Linked DNA regions of Mus musculus: regions 2 and 3 are each linked to region 1. The links are chromatin contacts, called in public promoter capture Hi-C maps. All regions are on one chromosome and are shown on one strand. The core of a region is the stretch at or near the end of the contact, and the rest is flanking DNA. Distances in the headings are between cores, read along the strand shown.

The links. Capture Hi-C pulls out chosen DNA fragments and counts their contacts.
Region 2: a promoter capture Hi-C map of adipose tissue shows a contact between it and region 1, with 2.5 times the contacts expected there. A contact is called at or near these places in 1 of 130 datasets of targeted methods (bone marrow-derived dendritic cells) and 2 of 9 other capture datasets (adipose tissue and liver).
Region 3: a promoter capture Hi-C map of adipose tissue shows a contact between it and region 1, with 3 times the contacts expected there. A contact is called at or near these places in 1 of 39 promoter capture datasets (liver), 1 of 130 datasets of targeted methods (astrocytes) and 2 of 9 other capture datasets (adipose tissue and liver).

Annotation. Positions count from the first base shown.
Region 1 is chr19:6,234,324-6,237,556 of GRCm38.p6, forward strand. It overlaps Ppp2r5b (protein phosphatase 2, regulatory subunit B', beta), which reads right to left and starts at 1,517. Exons shown (of 14, transcript NM_198168.3): 1 at 1,189-1,517; 2 at 310-776. The coding sequence starts at 508.
Region 2 is chr19:3,905,426-3,908,658 of GRCm38.p6, forward strand. It overlaps Tcirg1 (T cell, immune regulator 1, ATPase, H+ transporting, lysosomal V0 protein A3), which reads right to left and starts at 1,708. Exons shown (of 20, transcript NM_001136091.2): 1 at 1,594-1,708.
Region 3 is chr19:4,095,790-4,099,022 of GRCm38.p6, forward strand. It overlaps Cdk2ap2 (CDK2-associated protein 2), which reads left to right and starts at 1,562. Exons shown (of 4, transcript NM_026373.4): 1 at 1,562-1,718; 2 at 2,028-2,128; 3 at 2,216-2,348; 4 at 2,709-3,228. The coding sequence starts at 1,637. The coding sequence ends at 2,776.

The DNA of each region.
Region 1 (3,233 bases), core at 267-2,766:
CAGGGCATCATGCCAAGCACCTACCCCAGGACCTAGGCAGCTGGCTGGACTGATAGGAGCCTCCTGAAACCTAGGCTGTGTGCCCCACCCTTGGCCCTTGCCTGCCCCTGGCACCACTTCCAGATGCCCCACCTCCAGAGATGACAGGCCAGTCAGGCCATGCGTCAGCAGAGGCCTGGAGATTGGGGGTCAGTTCCAGTGGAGTTCCTAGCCTAAAAGAGATCCAAACTCTACCAGACCTCTGCTTCTCCCTTGGTCCTCCCCTACCTTGCTTCCTTCTGGGTACCCTGGCAACCAACAACAGCTCACCTTTGAGCAGGGGCAGTGGAGTGAGCTCTTGCTGGTTGCTCTGATAGCGGAACTGAGAAGAGCTGTGTGAGCGACGGGGCCGGGCCCTGCGGAGGGACCTGCGGGAGAAGCCATCCACCTTGTCTGGTGGTGGCACTGGAGACAGCCCTGGGGAGGAGGGGCTTGTGGGGGTGCTCGCAGGGGGCAGCTTCGTCTCCATGGCCAGTGGACAACACGGGTCAATCTTTCAGAGCCCAGGGGGCTCCTTGTGGGTCTGGAGTAAGTTGAATGAGGCCACACACACTAACTGGGACCCATCCTGTCCAGCATGTTTCAGGGGGTGGGGGAGGCACGGCCACAGTCCTGACCCCCCCAGGGCCTCTGGCAACTGCCCAGTCCTGGGGGGGCAGGTAAGGTAGAAAGGCAATGGCTCAGGTCTTTCCTGGGGATCCAGAAGAGTTCCAGTCAGGGTTCCCACGCTGGCTCTTCTGAGAAGTCAGGTTAGAAAGGTCAGCAGGAGAGACACAGAGAGCAGGTCGGTTCTTTCCAAAGACAGCCCGCGTGGTGCAGTTGCTCCCTTACTTCTTTTCCCTCCTTCCCTCGCTAGACCCCAAAACAAGGGCGCAACCATGCCCCTCCCTTCTTCCAGGCCCAAGCTCTAAAGTAGCCCCTCCCCAAATACGGCCTATGGCTACTACTCAGGATGGGGACTCTATTAGCATCCCCAGATCCTTACAGCAGTGTGACTCCAGCTCCACTAATGTCTCCTGTCTCAGTGCACTCACCCAAAAAATGAGGGTCCTGTTCTCGTGCACCCCCTTTCAGACCCTAGCATCTCTCCTCATATCCCGCTCCTTCCTGGTCTCCAAACCTCAATGTGGTATTGGGGTACACACTCACTTCTCAGAAACCCAGACTTTGGTCGCCGACCCTAGAGGTTGCCTCGGTGGAAGAGACGACGGTTCAAGGGTCCTTAGCGGTGGTTCTGCCGCTCGGGGCGCTGGGGCTGGGCGGCGGCGCTCCTGGGTTCGCTCCCAGGCTCTGGGGGTGCTGGAGCATGCCCCCAGCTCAGCCCCAAAAGGGGTCGGGCACTCGGTGGGCTCTGGGCTGGGCCCCGGCAGCACGCGACCCTCGGCAGATATCCCGGGACTCAGATCAGCGCGGTGCAGCGCAGCGGGAGCCCCGGCTCGCTGCGCACCGGCACCCGCCGCCCAGCTGCTCAGGATGACATCAAGTCACCTCCCCCCCTCCCGGCCCGCACCTCCCTCCGCTAGGGGGGGCTGCGTCAGGGAGGACTCGGGGCCTCTGGGAAATGTAGTCCCCACCCTGCTTAAAGGAAGCAACCGAACTTTACGGGTAACCTCGGAGCTAGGGGAGGAACTCAGTACTTCCGAGAAAAGCTGAGGATTTTAAAACCTGCAAGCAGACTGGGGCAGAGTCCAGCTCAGAACTGGACTCCCGAATTCTGGAAGGGACACTGTGTAGGGAAAGAAAAGGACTCGGTGTTGGAACCTGCTAATGCAAGACAGAGTCCTACCTAGCATGATGTGCCAGGCCCACAATTTGGTCTGAGCCATCTGTCCCTCAGGCCATCCTCTCTCCTCATACTCAGCCCAGATTGAAGCCGGACACTTACAAAACCCCTTGCATCCGGCGTTGGAGGGGTTAACAGTCGGGTTTGCGTTAGCGCCTGCTGGGAGGGGTGTGGTTCACTAGAGGCTCTTGGGAAATGAAGTCCATTCTCCCGGCCTGCAGTGCCCCTCCTGTCACTTACTGTCCATGGTGACATCATGGTCTGTAGTTTAAAGGGACAGCCCTGGGATGCCAAAGCAAGGAGGGCAGAAGGTGCTACCCTGGAGCTGCCCCCATCCTAAGGCACAGTACCTCCCAGCTCCTCTGGTGCCAAGATGTGCCTTGGAGAGTGGGGAGTTCTTGATCAAAACCCCATTGCTGGGTATCAAAGGCTCAGCTGTATTCCAAGAGTTTGGCATTCTGGCCAAAAGTTCCCAGCCTGCAGTCCCGGGCTCCCTTCATAGTACCTGGTCGCCAACACTCTATTCCCTACAATGACTGTGAGACCTTTATCCTGAAGTTTTACCTAGGTGACAAACTGGTCCTTGCTGAGCAGCAGGAGAGAGAGAGCAATGAGGTTGGGGGAATTGGGGTGCTTTTTGGCCCCACCCATTTATGGACCCTGGTGATCACTTAGTGCTGCAAAAGAAGTCTGTTTACCTAAGAAGTGCCCACCTTAGAGCAACAAACAGCCAAAGCCTGTATCGAGGACACTGTTCTAGAGTCTAGCACCTCAATGGATGGGTACCCAGATCAAGCGATGGCTACCCAGAGACAGTACTCCCTTTGCTCAGAGATAGCAGATCTTCACTTCCCGTTTTGCTCTGTTCTTCACCTGCCAGACAGAACAGGAACCCCTAAACTACCACTTGGCCCACCTCCAGGGCTCAGACATGGCTTCCCTCCCCCTTACTCCCTAATAATAAGCCGGGAAAGCCAGACCCACAGAGCCTCTTCCCGCCAGACCAGAACCCAGAGGCCAAGGCAGGAGGGACGCCTTGCTGCCTGTGACAAGGTAGTGCTCTCCACAGACTCTCGGCTGCAGTGTTCAGGCCAGGCTGCCCAAAGCCACCCATGCCTGGCAGGGGCCTAGATGATGCAGGAAGAAAACTAGTGGAAGAAAATGGCTTTGGGATTTTAAATTTTTGATGCGGAGGATGAGGTGAGGCTTCCCACAAGCAGAGCAAGAGCTTCCTACTCACCTCAGAAGTAGACTCGCTTTCAAACAGGCATTGCAAGATAACGGGTTAAAAAGTATTTTCTTACTCTTTTTAAACTTGGGGGTTGTGTTTGTTTGTTTGTTTGTTTGTTTGTTTGTTTGTTTTGAGACAGGGTTTCTCTATAAAACCCTGACTGTCCTGGAACTCACTCTG
Region 2 (3,233 bases), core at 458-2,957, 2.3 Mb before region 1:
GAAACCATGAAACAATGGGCGGGAAGCTCTGGTGGCCTCCCTCTAACCCCAGCAGGCACACACTTCCTGGCTGGAAAGCAAACGGACTCTTCAACTGCCCTGCAGATGCCCAGCCAAAAGCCAACACTCTCCCTGGGGCCACTGCCTGCTCCTTGGTAGCTACTGCTCTTCAGGTTCAGGATCTTGGGGACACCGTTTCCTCAGCTCTTAAACTGGCGTTGAGGGCTGGAGGTCACAAGTGGGGACACACATCGAGAGGAACTTCAGATACTAATGGGCCCAGCTTACTGCCTGGGTCTGCCCAGCAGACCACTTCCTCCCTAGGTCTGGTTTACTTAAGGGGAAACCACAGTCCTGTCCCCAGCTTGGGAAAGGAAAGAATTCAGATGGTAGTCAAGGGCTTCAGAAGAGCCAGGCCCTGCACAGGCAGGGGTGAGCAGGGAGGGCTGGGTGCACAGAGCCAGGGACTAAGTCTCTAGGGTCCTCCCCAAATTGTAAGCAGCTATGTGACACTGGGTAAGTCACTTGCCCTCTCTGGGCCTGTTTCCTCTTTGATTGAATTGGCCACCCCTGGCAGGAAAGATGTGAGTGAGGAGATAAACGAAAAATCAGACTCCCCACATCTTACTTCTTTCTATAAACACCCCTTCCCCCCAATTCCTAGTGGACAACCCAGCCTTACGATTTTTTTGTTTGTCCGTTTTTCAAGAAAGGATTTCTCTGTGTAGCCTTGACTGTCCTGGAACTGGCTCTGGGGATCAGACTGGCCTTGAACTCAGAGATCAGCCCACCTCTGCCTCCTGAGTGCTGGGATTAAAGGCTTGTGCTACCACCACTCCTCCTATCCTGGCCTTAATTTATAAATGGGCCAACCCAGGTGGAGTAAGGTGAAGTCTAAGGTCACATGGCCAACTAGAACCACACCACAGAGGGGTCTGTCCCAGACAGAGGGACGCTGCTCTGACTTGGCACATCCTGCCTAGTCCCAGCGCCATAACCACCAGCACTCGGGTGCTCCAGCCAAGGGATGCTAGACATGTACATGCAAGACAAACGGAAGTTCCCCCATGCTCCCTGCAGACAGTCCACATTACATACCTTGATTTTGTTACTAGGTCCTGTCCTGTAATCTGCGAGCTAGACCCACACACACCACTCGCGATCTGGCCTTCCCCTGAGGCCCCGGTGTTCTGCCTTACTCCTGCACCCCCTTTCCTAGTCTTCCTTCAACCCCTGCCTTTTCTCCCAGACCCTGCTCTTCGGAGGATGAGGAGAGGGGCTGGAGTCTGCCTTGAGCCCGGCCACTTCCTAGTAGGATGGCTTCCGTTTCCTCATCTGTAGAATGGGTCCCTCGTTCAGAGCCAGACGCAGCAGGGGCCTCCATGAGCTCAGGCTCTGAAGTTTCCCGGAGCTAGCAACCTATCCTCTGCTTCTCCTTGCGGCCTGCCTGCATCCCAGACTGCCTGACACGGTCGCGTGGCCTCTGAGTTGCCTCCACCCGGAGTCGGGCAGGGCGCCTGGACCCTTGTCCAGGCGGAGGAAGAAGCAGTTGGTAGGCAGGGCTGGGGTTCCTCAGTTTAGCAGGACACTCACCCAGGTGGACTCTTCGCTCAACTTCGGCTTAGGATCTGAGCCCGCCCTCCGGCCAGTGCAGCTCACTCCAGCTTCGAAATACCGGAGTGGGTGTGGCCTGTGACGGCCTGCCCACTGCCCGCCCTGTCCCGCCCCCCACTGAGTTCGGGCGCGGGGTGGGGGTGGGGGTGAGGGCGGTGTCTGGACGCCCCGGAATCGTTTAATCCCGGGAATCGGGAGATAACCGACAAAAAAATCCCGATAATCGGGAGATGACAGGTAGGACCTTAAGGATAGGCCACCTTCACCTTCCTAGTACGTACAATCTGCTTCAAGCTACTTCGCTATTGTGCAAGATCGGCTGCTACCCAACCTCACCCAGCTCAGACTATGCTGGGTAAGGGTGGGCCCACGCTATGGGCCCCTCTCCACTGGCAGCAGGGTGTTGGTTGGGCCAGTCTCTGCGGAGGAACTTGACCCAGGAGCCTGGAGACTCCAGAAGTGCCTCAACCTCCTTCCTAGCCCTTGAGGTATGGAAACTGGGATTCAGGACCATTCAGCTGCCTGTACTTTGGACAGGCTGGACTGTACCCAATGGGGACCAGAGGGACAAGGGGCCCCTCAGCTGTGCTGACCCTTGAGCCCCATTCAATAAACAAGGGCTCTAATGTGTGGGGGGAGTATAGAATGGAAGCCTAAGGCAACCTGAAAACTGAGTCGAAGTGGGTAGGTATCCCCAGAAAACAGGTATGACATGGGTCTGAGGTGACTTGGTGAGGACCCTCACACAAGTGTACCAGGGGGCACAAGCCAGTGCTCTTCACTGTGGGGGAACAGACAACAGACGGGCCATAAAGCTGTAGTTGTGAATACAGTAGAAGTGTACATAAGAATAGGAGAACCAAGCTAGCAGCAGTCCCGTCCCCCCCCCCACACACACAATGTGTGTGTGCCCACACAGGGTCGGGGTAGAGGTGAGGGCGGTGTCTGAAACGGTAACAAGTATAACACCCACACTTGGGAGGAGTCAGAGAACTTAGTGGGCAAAGGGGATGTAGTAGCCAGAGGCAAGGCCAGCTCAGAGGCAGCAGGACCTATGTCATTCCCTTGTGACTGTCACCCCCTAGCAAGCTTCCTGTTCCCCAAAGGACACCCTGACCTTAGGGATGTTGGGTGCAAGTGTGCGGCTACACTCCCCGTGCAGGCACCCATGGAGGCCTGAGGTGAGCAGCAGGAATTTTCCTCAGTTGGCCACCTGTTGCACTCAGTTTTTGAGCCAGTCTCTCTCACTGAACCTGAAACTTGCCATTTTGATTAAGTTTGGCTAGCCAGGGACTCTGGGATCCACTTGACTCCATCCTCCAGCAGAGGGTCACAGACATGTGGCCACACTAAGCTTTTCTGTGCAATCTCAGGATAAGAATAACTCATTTACTCAGCCTCCTTCCTACTCAGCCTCCTCCTGAGGCTCTTGATGGACTCAAGCAGAGCCTGGAAAGGATCCAAGTCCAAACTGTAGCGATGGACAGCCAAGAAAACAGAAGACCTGGACCTCACCTCTCAGACACCCAACACCAATGGGGACAACAGGCCCCTGGTGACCTGCACTGCCAGGCTGTGGGAAAAAGCCCAGATGTGTGATACGGTTCTGGGTAGTATTG
Region 3 (3,233 bases), core at 312-2,811, 2.1 Mb before region 1:
GCATGCCTTCAATCAAAGCATTCAGGAAGAAGAGAGAGGATCTCTGTGAGTTTAAGGCCAGCCTGGCCTACATATTGAGTTCCAGGTTAGCTAGAGCTAGATAGTGAGACCCTTTCTCAGAAAAAAAAAAAAAAAAAAAGTCTAGGGTGTTTTCTCTGACTGTACGTTTGTGTACTACCTGCTTGCTAGGTGCCCACTGAGAACAGAAAGAGATATTGGGCCCCCTGGAAATGCAGTTACAGATGGTTCTGAGGCACTTTATGTAAATGCTTAGAATTCTAACCTGGGTCCTCTGGAGGAGCAGCCTGTCCTCTTACCTGCTAAGCCATCTCTGCAGTCGCTTTTTTAAAAAGTGAGTTGAGGGCTAAAGCAGCAGTTCTGCAGACATATATGCAGACAAAACACTCGTATACATAAAATAGTTTTATTTTAATTTTAAAGTGAATTGATTTCAAGGAAATAGGAACTAGATGGCCAGACCCAGGTGGGAGTTTCATTAATGACGTCAGAACAATAATCAACCATGCTTCAACCCATATGGGGCTGGCTCTCATCTCTATTTCTCTACCCACTTCCAAGTTTACTTTCCAGGTATTACTGTCTTCATGTTTCATGAGAAAACGGAAACCTATTAGGGCAAGAAACTGGCGTGTGACTGTAATCCTTTAGCATTTCCGAGACAAGAGCATCAGGAATTCAAGGTCACCCTCCCCTACCCGGAGAGTTCGAGTTCTGACTGGGCTACTTGAGACCTTGTCTCAATCTCATCCCACCCGCCAAAAAGAGTCCAGGAGGAAACCATTAATGAGGTGTTGAGATTCCAGCCAAGGGTCTTGACCAGGGTCCTGACTTGACCTAACGCAATTCTTGATCTATGATGCTCTATCATTGTCTGTGGAGAGAGTAGGGGACTTAGGGTTCAGTGTCGAGCAGCGTCGTTGGCTGCCTTGGACCCACCTGCCTAGACCGAAGATTCAAACCAATCCAGAGAAGGAGCTTGGTAATGACTTTGGTGAGGGAACCGTTGCCATGGGAACAAATACAGGCCTGAGGCGCGCACATGCGCACAGCCGAAGGGGGGGGGACACGGAACCAGTGAAAGGTGACGTAAAACGCTCGGGGTAGGGCGGAGTGCTCACACTGTGGGAGCCGTGGCCTTGGGAGTTCTGAGCGGAGGGAAGTCGCGAAGCGGTGAGGACGAAGTGTGTTCGGCGGCCCGCCACACACCACCGGAGCAAACCGCGGGGACCAGACTGGCCCGCTGCCGAGGCCCCGCCTCTTGGACCTCGGGACTAATCGGATTGAAAGCGCGCCGGCCCCGGGCCCCGAACTCGCCAATTGAGGAGGACGACTGTCACCGCCCAATCCGGGGCAGACAGGTGCGAGGTCCGGAAGGTGGAGGCCAATCGGCAGCGGTTGCGCCCTGCGGGGGCAAGATTCAGCCAATGAGGAGGCTCGAGTGACAGCTGAGCGCGCCAATCGAGAGTGAGGACCGATCGTGCCCGCCCACCCTTCCGGCCGGAGCTCTATTTACCAGGGGCGTGCAGCTCGCTTGCCAATCAGAGTGCGGCTGAGCTGCCGGACAGCCAACCCCAGAGGAGCGGCCGGCTGGCGGCCGCCGCACTGAGGAGTTGGGATGTCCTACAAACCTATCGCGCCCGCCCCCAGCAGTACCCCGGGCTCCAGCACCCCCGGGCCAGGCACCCCGGTCCCTACAGGTGAGGCTCCAACTCCATCCTTGTTCGCCTTGTCCGGGCAGTCGAGGTCTTGGAGAGAAACCGCTCGAGTTTTGCAATCCGGGGCCTGCTAGACGAGCCTGGCTCAGCCTCAGTTTGCTGGCCTGAGAAGTGGGCGTGGTCACGTAGAGCTTGTAGGTGGAGCGCAGGGGGGAGGAGTGTGTCTCCGAAGTTGTTCAGAGTGGAATGAAGAAGCATGCCGTTGGAGGTTAGTCAAGGGAACAGTCCTGGGCTTGGAAATCTGTGACGAGGCCCTTGTCACACTCTGACCTCTTGCTGGTGTCGTTGCAGCCGGGAGTGTCCCATCGCCATCGGGCTCAGTGCCAGGAGCTGCCGCACCTTTCAGACCGCTGTTTAACGACTTTGGTCCGCCCTCCATGGGGTATGTACAGGTGAGTGTGGCCAAGAGCTTGCTTATGGCTGAGGACAGGAGATCCCCTCGGGGTCTGAGATCACGTCTGTATTTTCTTTTGACACAGGCGATGAAGCCACCTGGTTCCCAGGGCTCTCAGAGCACCTACACGGACCTGCTGTCTGTCATAGAGGAGATGGGCAAAGAGATCCGGCCCACCTATGCTGGTAGCAAGAGTGCCATGGAGCGCCTGAAGAGAGGTAAGTGAAGCCACAGGCCTGCCCTTGCTCTGCCCAGGACACAGACACTGAACTTTAAGACAGTTCAGTAAGGATGGAGGATATCTAGAGTCAGGACAGGACATTTGGGCCAGCCTCGATTGGAACAGAACGTGTACCTAAGGAGGGGTTTTAAATGAACTTTTCCATTTTCAAATGAGTCTGTTTCCAAGAAGGTGCCTGGGAACTCGGATTAGCCAACCCTTAATCCCATCCATCCTCATTAGATTAGAGGTGCTCTTGCTGAACCATGGAGCGGTGGGGGAGTGTCTGCTCTGAAGGGTGGCTGTGGACTGTTTCTGGGGCCCTGTTTATTACTTCCCCATCCTCACCGCACCCCAGGCATCATCCACGCTCGGGCACTAGTCAGAGAGTGCTTGGCAGAGACAGAACGCAATGCCCGCACGTAACAGGAAGCACCTTGACCTCCTCGCCGGGACCTTTCTGGCCACTGCAGAGCGCCTGCTTCTCCCTGGCCTTCGCGCCCCAAGTTGCTTCCTATCCTGGGCTTCCTGTCCTGTGTCCCTTAGTGGGCACCCTCCAGGAACCAGGTAGCAGATCTTCGTCCAGTTGGCTGTACAAACTGGTCTCCTCCCTCTGTGGGAGTGCTGGGAGGCCACTGGGAGTCCCTTCCATGACCTGCTCACAGTGCTGATCTGACGGGAGCTTGCTCCTCTCTGTGGCCCCACCACACAGCACTTACTCCTTAACTCTTAGCCCAGGCCACCTCCTGCCTCTTCAACAGGAGTGCAGAAGACCTTCCTGCCTCATCTCTGGGGCCACAGCCGACTCTTTTTTTGGTGTGTCTTTTACTAAATATGTCCTTTTTGTATAAATAAAAGATGCTTTGGAGTCATTCTCTCAGCC